Regions from separate parts of the Gossypium hirsutum genome. Here regions 2, 3 and 4 are each linked to region 1. Evidence: chromatin contacts called from public Hi-C data. All regions are on one chromosome and are shown on one strand. Each heading gives the region's core, a stretch centred on a gene start, on an enhancer-like site or on the middle of the called end of the contact. The rest is flanking DNA. Distances are from core to core; before and after follow the strand shown.

What was found. A called contact is a pair of places that touch in the nucleus more often than the background predicts.
Region 2: a Hi-C map of leaf shows a contact between it and region 1, with 3 times the contacts expected there. The contact joins the promoter of LOC107899658 here to the promoter of LOC107899651 in region 1. A contact is called at or near these places in 7 of 34 Hi-C or Micro-C datasets (callus, leaf, petal and 1 more).
Region 3: a contact with region 1 is called in a Hi-C map of hypocotyl, with 3 times the contacts expected there. The contact joins the promoter of LOC107899655 here to the promoter of LOC107899651 in region 1. A contact is called at or near these places in 12 of 34 Hi-C or Micro-C datasets (callus, cotyledon, fibers and 4 more).
Region 4: a contact with region 1 is called in a Hi-C map of leaf, with 2.6 times the contacts expected there. The contact joins the promoter of LOC107899643 here to the promoter of LOC107899651 in region 1. A contact is called at or near these places in 9 of 34 Hi-C or Micro-C datasets (anther, callus, hypocotyl and 2 more).

Annotation. Positions count from the first base shown.
Region 1 is chrD04:42,659,111-42,662,824 of Gossypium_hirsutum_v2.1, reverse strand. LOC107899651 (dystrophia myotonica WD repeat-containing protein) reads left to right here and starts at 2,124. Exons shown (of 11, transcript XM_016825417.2): 1 at 2,124-2,660; 2 at 3,106-3,420; 3 at 3,508-3,616; 4 at 3,705-3,714. The coding sequence starts at 2,490.
Region 2 is chrD04:42,850,275-42,853,988 of Gossypium_hirsutum_v2.1, reverse strand. It overlaps LOC107899658 (syntaxin-71), which reads left to right and starts at 1,632. Exons shown (of 9, transcript XM_016825430.2): 1 at 1,632-1,944; 2 at 2,112-2,237; 3 at 2,477-2,642; 4 at 3,329-3,414; 5 at 3,551-3,619. The coding sequence starts at 1,789. LOC107899659 (a long non-coding RNA gene) reads right to left here and starts at 735. Exons shown (of 3, transcript XR_001684774.2): 1 at 543-735; 2 at 1-266.
Region 3 is chrD04:42,830,959-42,834,672 of Gossypium_hirsutum_v2.1, reverse strand. It overlaps LOC107899655 (NAC transcription factor 25-like), which reads right to left and starts at 1,964. Exons shown (of 3, transcript NM_001326881.1): 1 at 1,704-1,964; 2 at 1,299-1,579; 3 at 573-1,203. The coding sequence starts at 1,908. The coding sequence ends at 649.
Region 4 is chrD04:42,511,756-42,515,469 of Gossypium_hirsutum_v2.1, reverse strand. It overlaps LOC107899643, which reads left to right and starts at 1,878. Exons shown (of 4, transcript XM_016825409.2): 1 at 1,878-2,229; 2 at 2,371-2,482; 3 at 3,445-3,513. The coding sequence starts at 2,102.

The sequences.
Region 1 (3,714 bases), core at 875-3,374:
GTTAGCTAGTAAAGTAAATATACTTTCACAAGGGAAGGTTCAAGGGAGGATGCTTACCTATTCTATACAACTATCGATCGTAGATTCTATCACCACATCGAGTCAATGTTTTTCCGTTAAAACTATCAATTTTCATTCATATGGGGTATTGTTGGAAAAATTGTAATTTTTGGAAACTTTGAGGCATATTCTCGATTGGTAAAGGTGGGAAGTTGAATCATAAAATTATGGTTTTATATTCTACTTTATGAGACCTTTACAACGGTATATCATATGCTCAAAATGATTAAGTGATGAATAAGAAATTGATGCTTAAAGTAAGCTACTTGTGAATATTTGTTAAGGAAAAGAAAAGCTTAGATCCCACATTGGTTAAATATCAAATGTAAGATGTATTTATATATGAGAACCCACTTGAAAAGTGATTGAATGACTAAGTTTAAAATCATGCCCCGCGCATAAGGGGGTGCATATCCAAACCCATTAAGGTTGAGGCGCACCCACATGATGTAGGCGATGCGAAATGTCTGGACCGGTTAGGCCCAAAATAGGCCTGCAGATATTTTAGCCCAACATGAAATTTATTTTTCTCAGCAAATATATATACAAAATCTTATTTAAAAAGACATATCTTGATTTATTTGATTCAAATCAATTTGATTTGAATTTAATCAAATTAATTTAATTTCTCCTTTAATGCAAATTTTGTATATTTATTTATGGATATTTCCAAAATTCCTCCATATTGAATGCTTATAAAAGGCCTAAGAATTATTCTGAATTTTTTACACTTACAGACTCTCAAAAACTGAGTTTATTTTTGCTCTCGAAAATTCTTCACTTTTTCTCTCAATATTTTCCAACATTCCTGTGATAAAGGAGGTAAGGCTTGTTCGTGATCACTGTAGAGGTGTTACTACTTCGATCATCGTGTTGTTGTATCCTGGACACAGTCAACCAACGTTTCTCCAAGTACCGTAAAAGCGGCCGAATCTATCTTAAGGGAACTGTGTAAAACAGGCATCAACATCTAGTAAAATTTGATTTCTAGTTTTTATAATATTATTTATTGATTTTTCATATCGGATATTTTAAATATAAATTATTTATTTTATTTTATTTTATATAAATAGTTGTTTATTTATGTTTATTTTTGTTCGCTAACGTGTTTTGTCCAACAATCTAAAAACCCCACTGGTAGTATACAAAATAATTTCCCTTTCAATAAATATTGGTAATTCTTAAGATAAAATGAAACAAAAATGATAATGAAGATGTTAAAATGAGATAAAATTTAATCATGAGGCATGTAGTGGTTACTCATCTCATCCCTTAACCATGACCATGAGGTTGGAGGTTTGATCCTTGAGAATGGAATGGAGCACAATTTATGGTCAGTCATTTCCCTTTTTGGAAAGCACGTGCAATAAATGGATTAGTCACTGTTACCAGCGGTGGACACCTTGGTTCCAAAAAAAAACATAATGATTTATTTGGCCCTCCAACTTTACAAAAAAATCATTTTAACCCTCCATTTAATTTTTCACCTTTTTAGTTCTTAAACTTACATTTTTCATCAAATCACCCCAAAATGAATGAAAAAGTTAACTTTTTTATAACTTTGTTTACAATGCATGCACGCGGATGATACGTTAGTGTTTAATTAAATTTTTTAAAATTTTAAAATTCAAAAAAATTATAAAAAATATTTTTAAAAATTTTAAAATATTTTTATAAGTTTAAAAACTTATAAAAATATTTTTTAAATTTTAAAAAATTAATTAAATGATGATGTCATCTATATAGAGATCCACGTGTATGCCACTTCAACAAAGTTAATAGACATTAACTTTTCCATCCTTTTTGGGCTGATTTGAAAAAAAATACGAAATAGGTAAAAAATTCAATGGAGGACTAAAATAAATTTTTTGTAAAGTTGAAGAACCAAAAAGGTCATTATGCCAAAAAGAACATAATGCAAAATTAAAGAAAAGAAGAGATTTTTTAAAATACAAAATAGAAAAGAACATAATTCGGGCCAAATGGTAAGTAGAGAAAAAAGCCCAAAGTTAAGAAAATGGAGGTGAAAATCTGAGCATGTCAAACTCGATACAAAATAAATTATAATAAAGAAAACCTGGAAATCTTTCCCATTTTCATCATCAATCCCTCTCTCAGTTTATAACTACAAAGACCGAATAAGATCACTCTCTTGAATCCTCCACCGTCTATTCCATTGACTTCCCTTAAACTTCCCGAAAAGTCTAACCTCTTCTCAGAACTCCCACCCATACAGGGCCCTTCTCCTCCTTTGATCCCCCATCCCCCATTTCAACAACAGAAAATTACCCATAAAAGACTCATTTTCTTTTTGGGTTTTCTTTTGGTCTTAGGATTTAGGAAATAAGAAATTTTCAAAATTGAGAAGAAGTAGAAGAAGCCCTAGTGTGTCATGATCAGATGCTATCGGGTGTAAGATAAGCGACACCATGATCAACACGGCCAACGGTACGATTTCGACCTCTTCGTCCTCGGCAAACGCTCAATCGCCGGGTTTGAAGACTTATTTTAAAACCCCAGAAGGTCGATATAAGCTTCACTATGAAAAGACTCACCCTTCTAGCCTTCTTCACTATGCTCATGGCAAAACTGTTACTCAGGTAACTTCAAATTCCTAGGGTTTCATTTTTTTCTTAAATTATTGAAAAGAAGACTATCTTTTGTGTTACTTATTTGGGTTTTGATCAAGACCAATCATCCGATTTCACTTTAAATTGCTCTCTTTTCTTTTTCTTTATTTCTTTTTATTTTAGTGTGGGTTTTCCTTTTTGTGTTTTTGATACACTAATGTTATAATTAGATAATGAGAACATTTCCAATTTATTAGTGAAAAGAGGGTTTTTTACATGTACCCATCTGTTAGAAGCACTTGAAGAACATATTTTATTAGATCATTTTGTACCATCGGTGTTTAAGCATTATTGATTACAAGTTCAAGCTTGAAAGAGTTTGAATCAATGCCCTTAGTTATAAAGTCAAATTTTGATCGTTTTGCTTATGTATTATTCGTTTGTTGAGATTGTATTGATTAAGTCCGGCTGTCAGGTTACCCTAGCACATTTGAAGGAGAAGCCAGCTCCATCAACTCCGACGTCTTCATCGTCCAGCTACAGTGCCAGCAGTGGGGTCAGATCAGCAGCAGCAAGGTGGCTAGGTGCTGGGAACGGGAGCCGCACGCTTGGATTTGCTGGGGGGAATGGTGGGAGTAAAAGTATTAGTAGTACTAGTAGGATTGGGTCATTGGGTGCTTCAAGTTCTAGTAATTCAATCACTAATATGAATTTTGATGGGAAAGGGACTTATTTAATCTTTAACGTTGGTGATGCTATCTTTATAAGTGATTTGAATTCTCAGGACAAGGTAATTTAGCATTTTTTTTTGTTACGGTTTTTGATGAAAGAGAAGGCATCTGTGGTGGTATTTTGAGAATCTTGGTGTTTAATGTAGGATCCAATAAAGTCTATCAATTTCAGTAATTCGAACCCTATCTGCCACGCATTTGATCAAAATGCCAAAGATGGCCATGATTTGCTTATTGGGTTGAATTCTGGTGATGGTAATTCTTCTTAGCTTATTCTAATTTGCAATTTTAGCTCAAGGGTTTAAACTCTGCAAATTTATCAGTTCTGTGTGTATTACTGTAGTTTACTCTGT
Region 2 (3,714 bases), core at 383-2,882, 190 kb before region 1:
TGCTCCATGAAAGGAAGAGTTCATCAGGAAGGGATCTAACTATTAAAGTACAGAGTTACTTAGGAGAGCTTGAAGTTGTGCGAGAAAGAAAAATTACCACCACGACTGGTAGATCCGAACACAGAGAAGAGGTACTATGGAAGTCCATACAGTTTGACGCAGCTTTCGACACCAACAACTCCAAATCAGCATCAGGAATGGTAGCCAGGGGTCAAAATGGGGAAATCGTAGTCTCTAAGTCCACTCTTCACTCCAACATTTCCTCTCTGTTTGTAGCAGAAGCATTGGCATGTTTAGAAGCAACCAGATTAGGCATTAGATTGGGCTTTAACTCAGTCACGGTAATGGGGGATTCGAAAACAATAATCAACAGGTGCAAAGTAGGGGTCAAAGATAAATCGGTTCTAAGTGCGATCATGATTGATATTCAGAACAACAAAAATCGATTCCAAAACATTGTTTTTCGATTCATACAAAGAACAGAGAATGGTAAGGCGCATGACCTGGCGAAAGAGGCACTAAGAAAAGGGGAAGGGAGTTACCTGGTGGAAGAGACGAGAGAAGATCTGGACTCAGGAGAAAGATGGCCACGAAATCCTGATTGAAAGGATTTGATGGAATGGAAATGAAACGGCAAGAGATAGCTAAAGCAGACATTTTTAATGCTATCATCTGAAAAGCCTGGTGCTTTGGAAATGAAAAGATGAAAAATAATGGAGGCCAGGCTGGTTGAGTTGACTGGGAAATGACGTTTTGATTTATGTTTTTTTAGGCTTTATTTTCTGTTTTTACTTATTTGGGCTTGTAGCCTACGTTTTATTTTTGTTTATTTTTTTTATCCAGCCCAGCACTGCTGGGATTTTGTTCTTGAACTTTTATATTTCAAGCTTTTAATAATAGCCCAGTCGATTATTTAAAAAAAAAATTCATATACTATTTTTAACTGTAAAAATAAATAAAACTTTAATAAAAAAATCAAGCATAATATAATCTGACCTCTCAAGATATTTTTACCCTTTGATTTCACCTTAAATTTACATAATATCAAGATTTTTTTTTAAAAAAATTACTCTGTCGTGAAAAATGAAAAACGGGTTGACCCGCTCGGCCCGAAATATGAGAGGGTTCAGGTAAAAATATAGGCTCGAAATATGGGCTTGGGCAAAAAAACGAGGCCCGTTTAGAAAACGGGCCGGGTCTCGGGCACCACTTTTTTGGCTTGGGCCAGACCCGAATATAAAAAATATTTTTATTTTTTTAATTTTAAAATATTTTAAAAATACTTTTTTATTTTTTAATTTTAAAATATTTTTAAAATACTTTTTATTTTTATTTTTAAATTTTAAAATATTTTTAAAATACTTTTTTATTTTTAAAGTGTTTTTAAAATACTTTTTAAATTTTTTTTATTTTTAAAATAAAATTTTGGTGTTTATTAAAAAAATGGGTCGGGCCAGGCCGGACTCCGGGCTTATGAATGTTTTCCCGGACCAGGTCTAGACAAAATTTCAGGCCCATAATTCGGGCCGGCCCGGGCCTAAAACCCGGGCTGAAATTTTTTCTGGGCCGGACCCAAACCCGGCCCGGCCCGGCCATGAGCAGCTCTAGTTTACTCCTAATGTTTAATTATTGATACTGTTTATTCTTTGAATCTGGAGTTAGTTCGGTGAACGACGTTTACAGGGGAAACAAACAGAAACGAAGAAATTCCAACTCTTTATTCTCTCAATTTTTTCCCACATCCAAACAGCTACATTGATTGAATTTGAAACTCAAAAGAAAAACAAAATGAGTGTAATCGATATATTGACAAGAGTAGATGTGATCTGCAAGAGGTACGATAAATACGACGTCGAAAAGCAGCGTGACCAAAATGTCTCCGGCGGTGATGCTTTTGCTCGCGCTTACGCCGCAGTCGAAGCCGACATTGAATCCGCTCTTGAGGTAGCTCCGATCTAATCTAATTCTTTCATCTTCTCTTGGTTGAGATTGTTAGGTTTAAGCTTGCTATTTGAGATTTAGAGTGTCAGTCTTCCTCTGCTTAATTGATAGTTGTTCAGTAATAATTAGGGTTTTATTGCCTTCGATTTGAGTTATTTTTTTTGATTTAGAAAGTGGAACTTGCTTCCAAGGAGAAAAGTAAGGCATCTGCTGTTGCAGTCAATGCTGAGATTCGTCGAACCAAGGCTCGATTGCTTGAGGAGGTCCCTACGCTGCAGAGATTGGCTGTTAAGAAGGTTAACTTTTTTCCTTCTCTTTTACAATTTCCCAAATTGTTTAACAATTTATTGTAAATGTGAGCTCGTTTAACTATTCATACATTCATAATGTTGTTCAAGCTAACAGATTGACCTTTTTTTTTACTATAATGTATTTTGTTTTTACATATTTAGAGGTATTTGGAATATGCTATTTTGGACTTGGACAATTGACTAGTTTGGACTTCCATTGTGATAGAGTTTGGATTCATTTACAGGTTAAAGGGATTTCAACTGAAGAGATGGCTACTCGTAATGATCTGGTCCTTGCATTGCCGGACAGGATTCAAGCTATACCTGATGGAACTGCTGCTACTAAACAAACTGGGGGCTGGATGTCTTCAGCATCTTCAGCTTCTCGTACTGCAATTAAGTTTGATTCAGGTGATCCTTAACTCCATTGAAATTTCTTGTTAAATTTATTGAGATTGTATGGATGGAGACTTCATGTTTAGCTGTTTCCTGACCTGTTAAACTTGCCAGTGTCTAGATTTAAATCTTTATTTCTACCATTTTGACTAAAAATGCACACCGTTTGTGTTATCATCATTTTTTCCATTTGCTTTCTGTTGTTGGGTAGGGTGGAATGGTTTGTTTTTATTTGGTAGAACCTTCCATAATGATTGAAGAACATTGCTTTGTCTTTCAATTAGCTGATGCAAACATGAGAGGGAAAATTGGGAAAAAAATGGATCAAAAACAAGATTTGATTCAAAGATAAGAGAGAAAAATTTGGAAATAAAGATGGAGAAATAGAAATAAGAGTAGGAACCCAACTAAAAGGTGGCGAGAGTGAGCATTTGAGTGCTTTCTCTAATATATTAAAAACCATTGTAATTCATATTTTATAGCTTCAAAAATAATAAAGCAAGGAGGTTGCTTAGCTTATGCTCATATCTGCAAGACTGTTGTTCATTCTTTGTTACCATCAGACTGCTTGCAGCAAGAAATTCTCAATCTTATAGTTTATAATGCATGGCTTATCAGTAATTCCTTTATGATCTGTGGAACTTTTATGTCTGGAAGATCTTATTTTTTCCGTTGTACTTACATAATCATATTGGTCATAGATGAGCGATTTGACAACGAATACTTTCAAGAATCTGAGCAGTCAAGTCAGTTCAGGCAGGAGTATGAAATGAGGAAAATGAAGCAGGCATGTCAAACTTGTTTGGGAGCTATTCTTTATGAACATTTTCCTCTATTGGAAGGAATCTTGATTGACTTTTACCTGTATACACCACATTTCTTTAGCTATGATTTACCTTTTATTGCTTTTGACATCCATGCAGGACCAAGGTTTGGATATGATTTCAGAAGGTTTGGATACTTTAAAGAACATGGCTCATGATATGAATGAGGTAAAGCTGACCTGAGCGTCATTTATAATTACAAATATTTGTTATGAAGTATTTTTTTCGAGTAATTGTAACATTCATGCCATTTACTTAATTGT
Region 3 (3,714 bases), core at 715-3,214, 170 kb before region 1:
TAATTTTTTGAAAAAAAAAGTTTTTAAAATATTTTAAGAAAAAATAACTTCTCTAGAAACAAAGGGAATTTTTGGTTTCATTTAGGAGCCCTACATTTGTGGTTCCATGTTGTAGTTTTCTTTTTGGGCATAAAAACAGACAATGATGCTGAAAATAAGATGCAGTTCCAGAAAACTTTGGAATAAAATGCATTGGAGCGCCAAATGGTGATTTTTTTTTTTTGGAGTTTAGGTAACAATGTTTAAATTTTGTAATAAAAAAAACAAAAAAAAAGAAAAACAGAAGTACATTGATACAATAAAACCATGTAGTTGTAATACTATGTGTGTACAATGATAGAAATTACATGAGCTTTAGTCTGAGCTCTGGTGTAGCCAGTATGGCATTTATTGTTTTAACATATGTACTTGTAATACTATGTATGTACATTGATGCAAATTACAATCTGAAATTTTTAATAGATAAAGATAAATGAAGATCTCGAAATCACCCTAGTAATTTACGTACAAATGTATCATCTCCACCCGGGCCGTAAGTAGAAACTACTGTATATCTAACTGCACACCTTCACCTCAACAAACTATAGAAACCATTGATTATTTTATGTACACCTTTTTTTACCCCATATGTATAATCCCATGCTTTCTTTAGTCAGTTTCAGTAAAATCCGGGAGATTAAGTTGTTGATCATACTGCATCATTGAATTCCATTGATGTGGACTAGAATCACTGTTTTCCAAATGGTTTGATCTATAAAAGTTCATTTCACTGCAATCTTTCTCAGTATTCTTGAGCTTCTTACAGCTAGTTGGGACAAAACTACCTTTTTCCATGGACTCTCTTTTCAAAGGGTTAAACAGGTTTTGTAGGGACGAAAATGAAATCTGCATGTTGTTGTTGCCAGAATTGGCTTCCTGGAGGGATGTGCAAGATTTGTCACTGCTTTGGAAGCTAATGCTGGAGGTTGAGTCGAAGCAAGGAAGGTCTTGAGATGCAAAAATGAAAGGCAACATAGGGCAGTCATTGAATAGGTAGGTTTTGCCCATTTCAACGTTGTGGTTTGTGTTGGAAGGCCATGGCTCAATGGAATTGGGGACATAGAAGCTATCAGCTGGTTCATGACTGCTAATATTTCTATCTTCCCAACTGTTCCTTTGTATGCTGGCTTTTTGCCTCACTCGACAAAGCACCCAATCATCTAACTGTTAACATAAAAAAAAGAAAAGAAAATCGATTATCATCATTCATAATTCATCACATAAATTAGCTATACGGTCCACATGGTCTTAGTTGTTACCCTCATAGACCCTTTTCGTTTGGGAGTCCAAATCATGGTTTCAAGCAGCCTATACTCGTGCATGATCCACTCTGTCTTGGTCCCTTTAGGTGGACGTCCTTTGTAGAATACCAGAGCTTTCTTCACTCCAATACTCTTGGTTCCACACGACGTTAGGATCGGTCTATCCGTCCCCGTCGCCTTCCAATACCCCGAAGCTGCCGCTCTATTAGGCCTCGCCCCGTTCGGATACTTCCGGTCTCTTGGAGAGAAAAAAAACCATTCATCTTCTCCGAACGAAGCTTTAACTATATATATATAGATAGATAGATAGATAGATAGATCACAAATAAACAAACCAGATAGAACTAATCAGTACAGTTTACAAGAACCCTTTCTAATTAGTATACATATGCATATACATACTTGGAAGCTCCCATGGATTATATTTGTATAAATCAATCTCAGCTATAATAGAAGCTGGAAGAGGGTTGGAAGTCACTTTGTTTTTCAAGTAATGGACTATGAGCTCTTCATCAGAAGGGTGGAATCTAAAACCTGGAGGAAGCTGGATCTCCGATGAGTTATTACCAGCAGCTGGTATTTCCTCCATTGAAGAGCCACCCAACATTATTATTGCTATTATTCTTGGAGTTGGAGATGATGATCAAATAATGGACGAAAAATTAAAAAGAAAAAAGAAAAAAGAAAAGAAAAAGAACCCTAGGGATTAATGATCTCTCCACCGATACTATCGATTGGAAATAGTTGTAAATATAGGAAGAGTACCGTGCAAAGATTATATAGGGTGGTTCCTCTACATATATCTCCATGCAGATGTGGCCGTTGTTTAAGGCTATTAATAAAAAAAATTGGCTAAAAAAAACCTTTTTGTAAAATTTCATGGAAAGAGATTGGAAAGCTACGGATTTGTCCATATATTTGAATCCTGTTTGGAACAGAAATTCTTGGATAGGCATGTTTTGTCACAATGTGTATGCCAAACCGGTTCCAAGTACTTCACGTCATCATACCATAACTAGGCCAAATCTACAACTGATTTCAGCAGTCAGTCATGTATATATATTAGGGTTGGAACCTAAGGCCCCCTGTGCATTGGAGCCCCCCTTTGATATTGTCTGCTAATGCTAAGTGCCAACGTATTGGCTTATTTTACGAGACATGAGAATAATGAACTTACAGAGGATACTTACCTCATTAATTTCGATCATGTTTTTGTGACACTTACTTGTCTTGATTAGGGGCCACCTTTAAAATCTTACAAATTTAAGTTAATTTTATACTCTGATTGTCTAAGAATAATAAAATTATGATTATCAACTTTATAATTTGATTTTGCCCCAAGATTTTTTGCTTAACCCCATAAGCATTTGCCAATCAAGAGGCTACAGAGAAATAATAATAATAATTCCAAAAATAGAGGTGACCGAAGGAATACTAATTCCAAAAATTGAGTGTTATATATGGACAAAAGAGCATTTGTGAAATGGACTGGCAAAAAGATTTTTGCACTTATTATTGCTACATATGAAGAACAAGAGTGATTGGACCTTAATAAAAATATTTTGATGATAAGATGTTTTTTTAAAGGGAAAATTGTTGAAGAAGAACAAGAGTGTCGGTCAAGAATGACTGTCGACCATAAACAATTTATGGCTAAACCTACTTGGTATGCAATATCTTATTTTGATTGAGCTTCATCTTCATCTTTCTAATTTCATACATAATTTGTCCTGCGCTTGATCCAATTATATACTTTGGCTCTACCATCCACTTCCCTCTATACTTGTTTCTATCTCGAATGGTTTATTGAAATAATTTTATTTTTTTAATTTTAATTTAGTTTAATTTGATTTGAATTTAAGTAATTTAAATTGTGAGTAAAATATTAATGTTAACATATTTTAAAAATATTTTATAATGCAAACAATGAAAATGAGTGAATCCAACCAATTTTGAGTCCAAACATGAAAAGTTTTCAGAATTATGTATCAAAATTTAATTAAATTTGTTAGGTCTAAAATCAATAATTGCAAGTAGAAATTGAGTAGTGTCAGAAGCAGTGCTACCCACTACTTTAGGTATTGGTGAAGAACAAAGTAGAAAAACAATATACACTTGATGTGTTTCCACAGTTCAGTTTTCCTCTATCTATAAGGCCTTACATAGAGAGATAATCCACTATTTAACACCTCATACAACAAGTGATTACAAGCATTGACAACCACTAGATTAACAACCTCAATTTGGTACCTAAGATCTAGATAACTCTCCTTTAAGTTTTCCCCTAAAAATTTAGGATAAAAATCAAGTGACTCACTTTATTACTTACAAAATGCACTATGAAAAACAAGTTTTAAATTACAAAATAAGTGCTAAAATTCTCCACGCTCTTTACCTATGCAAGCCTTTTAAT
Region 4 (3,714 bases), core at 629-3,128, 150 kb after region 1:
AAATGTATGATCTAATCATAGGTCTATAAGTTTGTAGGCTAGAGACGACACCTAACATAACTAAGAACCAACTCACAACTGTACACATTTGCAACCATACTGTTAATGCAAGACCAATTCTTTTTTTGCCTCTCGCTTTGTAGTATTAAAGGCAAACGAGTCATTATTGCAAGATATTAAAGTGTTACATATCTTCAAATCATAGTATAAATTAATCTCAAAACATAATGTGATGCATAAATTTAAATTATGAATAAAGAATGAGAATTAAGCAACACAAGAATGTGATGCATATATTTAAGCAGTAACTTGTCCTATTCAATTTCATAACATAATGGGCAATAAAATCCCCATAATTGTGTTGAACATCATTTCTAAGCAACTCTTAAATGTGGTCTTAGTCACTCTCTTACTCTAGCCAAATACCCCTAACTACCCTAGAATTCATTACAATATCCAATCTTTATAACAAGATTGACCATAAGTAGCAAAATTATATCTTTAAAGCACACAATGCAAAGCTAAAAAGAATAAAAAAAAATCCTTGCACAAATTACAAACCACAAGAATTCAATACGTCCTGATGATCAACTTACAGAAATTGTAGAAATTACAGAGCAAAATTATATCTTCAAAGCACACAATCAAGCTTACCTGCAAAATAAAAGCAAACTCAGATCAAAATAAATGCAACACGCCCCCTCAAAAAAATAATAATTCAAACAACAATAATTAAACAGAGCTAAAAAAATCTCAATATTGGACTTCAAACAAGCAAAAGAAAAATGGCAAACATAAAGATGGAGAAAGAGCATCTTAACTTAATTTTATACAATTTCCTCACAGAAGATGAATGCAAGGTTAGAATCCAAATTTTCAATCTCAATAATCATCGTTTTCATTGTCAAATTACAAATGAATTTATCAAAAAAAAACAATTTTTGAAATAGGAATTGGCGTTCATACACAAGAGTTGTAGTACGATTGGATATAGGCCAAACGTATTTTCAATGACGCTTTCTCATTTCATGGCTACTAACTCTGCTCATCTAATCGTCCCTTTTCTTCCTATCAAAGGTTTTTTTTTAATCCTTTTCGTTCTTTTTGCTTCTTCTGTAATTGATTAATTGAAGATTCATTGTTGTTAATAAACTGAAGGATATGCGATCTCAACAAAATATAATTTAAGGAAAAAATAAATAAAATATAACTTTACAAGAAATAAAAAGAAAATGAGAGATTTTGTTGAGGCAAAAACAAATTTCAGGGCGGAGCATAAGAAAAGGGAAGCAAAAGAAACAAAAGAATGACACTGGTTATGCTTATTCAAGTTAGTTTTGTACTTCTAAATGTCCAAATTAGACCATCACTTACCATAAATAAAGAGGTTTAACTGGAAGGAAGATGACGATGGCGAATGAATGCTTGATTTTTCGTCAATTAAGAAGCTAATTTTTAGGGTCCACTTTGAGGGGAAAAGTCGAGGAAGAATGAAATGGTCTAAAGTGAAGAGTGAAAATGATGTAGTTGAGAGGCCAAAATATTTTGGTCCAAAAAGGAAAAATTGTAATTACAGGTGGTATTGAATAGCCAATTCAGAGTCCAAACCTTTGAATTACTATTACAGGCCGTACCGTAATAGAGGCTTATTCCATTCGGCCCATAATGGGCTATTACAACAAACCAAACAATTATTTATGGTGGGCCCATTAAATAGAGTTGGAATGCATGAGTTATTACATACAATCAAACATGATTTTAAGGTTTCAATAAAGAACTGAAATTTTTAAATAAAAAATAAAAAAACTTGATTTTTAGGCTAAATCTCAAATTTTATTAAATTACAATAACTAATACCATATTTTAATTTTTACAATTGTGTGTTTTCTCGCAAAATTAAGTGCAATGGGCAAGTGAAAAGGTAATACGTTGTGTCAAAAGAAAAGAGTCGTCCAAATAGACAGACATCGTAACTCCGGCATCAACAAACCAAACAACCCATTCAAAAGGATTGGAAACGTAAAATTCTGCTAACACTGAATCCATTCAATCAATAAATTAACAGTCCAACTACAAGAAAAAAGAAAATCTGGAAAAAAAAATGGTGAGAAGAGGGAGAAGGAGAATATTGGTGGGATTAGCGGTGGCTATGTTTTTAGGAGTAGCAGTGTATTTCAGGCTTTGGGCTATTCATTACTCTATCTCTTCTGATGATGCCGAGTTGCTAAGGTTATTATTATTATTATTATTATTATTTTGGGTTTTGATTAAAATTAGCTTGATTTGAATTACGGGTTTTCAATTTTCTGCTTCATTTGTAATTAAAATGATTTTTATTTTATTTTATTTTGTTAATGTCTTTGAGAGAAGGAGACAGTTTGATCTTGCAAACAAAGAGGCAATGGATGAATCTGCAGAGTGGAGGCTGAGATTTGATGAAGAGGCAGACAAGGCTTCCAAGTGTGCCAAGGAACTAGACGAGGTTTGCCGCTTGCTTGTTGCCATTTTCATTTTCTTATTTATTTTTTTGGATCGTAAGTGATTTAGGGTTTAGCATTGCTTCTCTTGGATCCTTTTTTAATAGAATTGCTTTTCTTGGTTTTTAGTCAATTTGGAAGATCGAAAATTTATTTCTATTTCATAGTTTTTTATGGGAAAAATTTAGGATCGATAGAAAACTACTGGAATAGATTTTCAATAAGACAATGTAGTTGATCTTGTAAACTAGATGGCTTAAAAAGCCCAAATTTAGAGCTAATTAAGTAGTGCAATTTAAATTCATATACGAAACTGCAGGGATTTATCTTGCCTTCATGGGTTCAGATTCCTCCTTAAAAAGCTGAAATTCTGAGCTTATTACTTTCAGTCATGAGTCAGTGACTAATATATGAGACTGGAGAATCCCTTATCTGCCTAGTATTTATAAGGATTTTTCAAGCAAATTCTTAATGACATTCTGCAGAATTCTATTTTATTAAAAAGCTATAATTTGGAGTTTGTTTCCTACACGATTCCTGCCTTTAATAGAAATTTTGTGTAATAATCATTCATACTGGTACTATTTACTTGTTACGAATAATTTCAGACTTGTTCCTGGAATAATTTGCCTGACCTGGTATATTGCCTTTTAACCCTCTTGTATTATTTATGTTGTTCTGCACGACAAATTGGTCAGTACTTCTCAGTACTTTATGTTCATAAGGACTAACTAAAAATCAGTAAGTAAATCAGACACTGAATAGGAAAAAAAGAAAATAATATGCTTTTTGAACCAACATATTGTTAGAGGTTACACCATTTCTGCTTAGCAAGTTTCTTGTAGAGGTGAGTTTCAAGTTTTACATGCATGCTGGAAGAAAGAAACCTTTTTCATTTCTATCATGTTAATCCTTTATTTGAGCTTTTCAGCTCTCATAACGGATAAATTATGTGTCCTTTTCACAGATCAAAGAGTCTATTGGAAAGAAGGGAGATTCCACTGGCTTTGAGGAAAAACTGATGCTGCTGCAAAAGGTAACTTGTATACTACTGAAAGTTGTTTCTTTCTTGTTCTTTTGTTCTTATGACCACTATCCTGTATGTTTTATTTGTCATTCTTTGTATTCTTCTTCAATGGAAATGCTAGAACTAAGCCATTCGATCATGATTTTCCTATCCGGTCGTTAACTAAAATGAAAGTGAGACAGACTTCCTTATCACTAAGGAATCATTGAA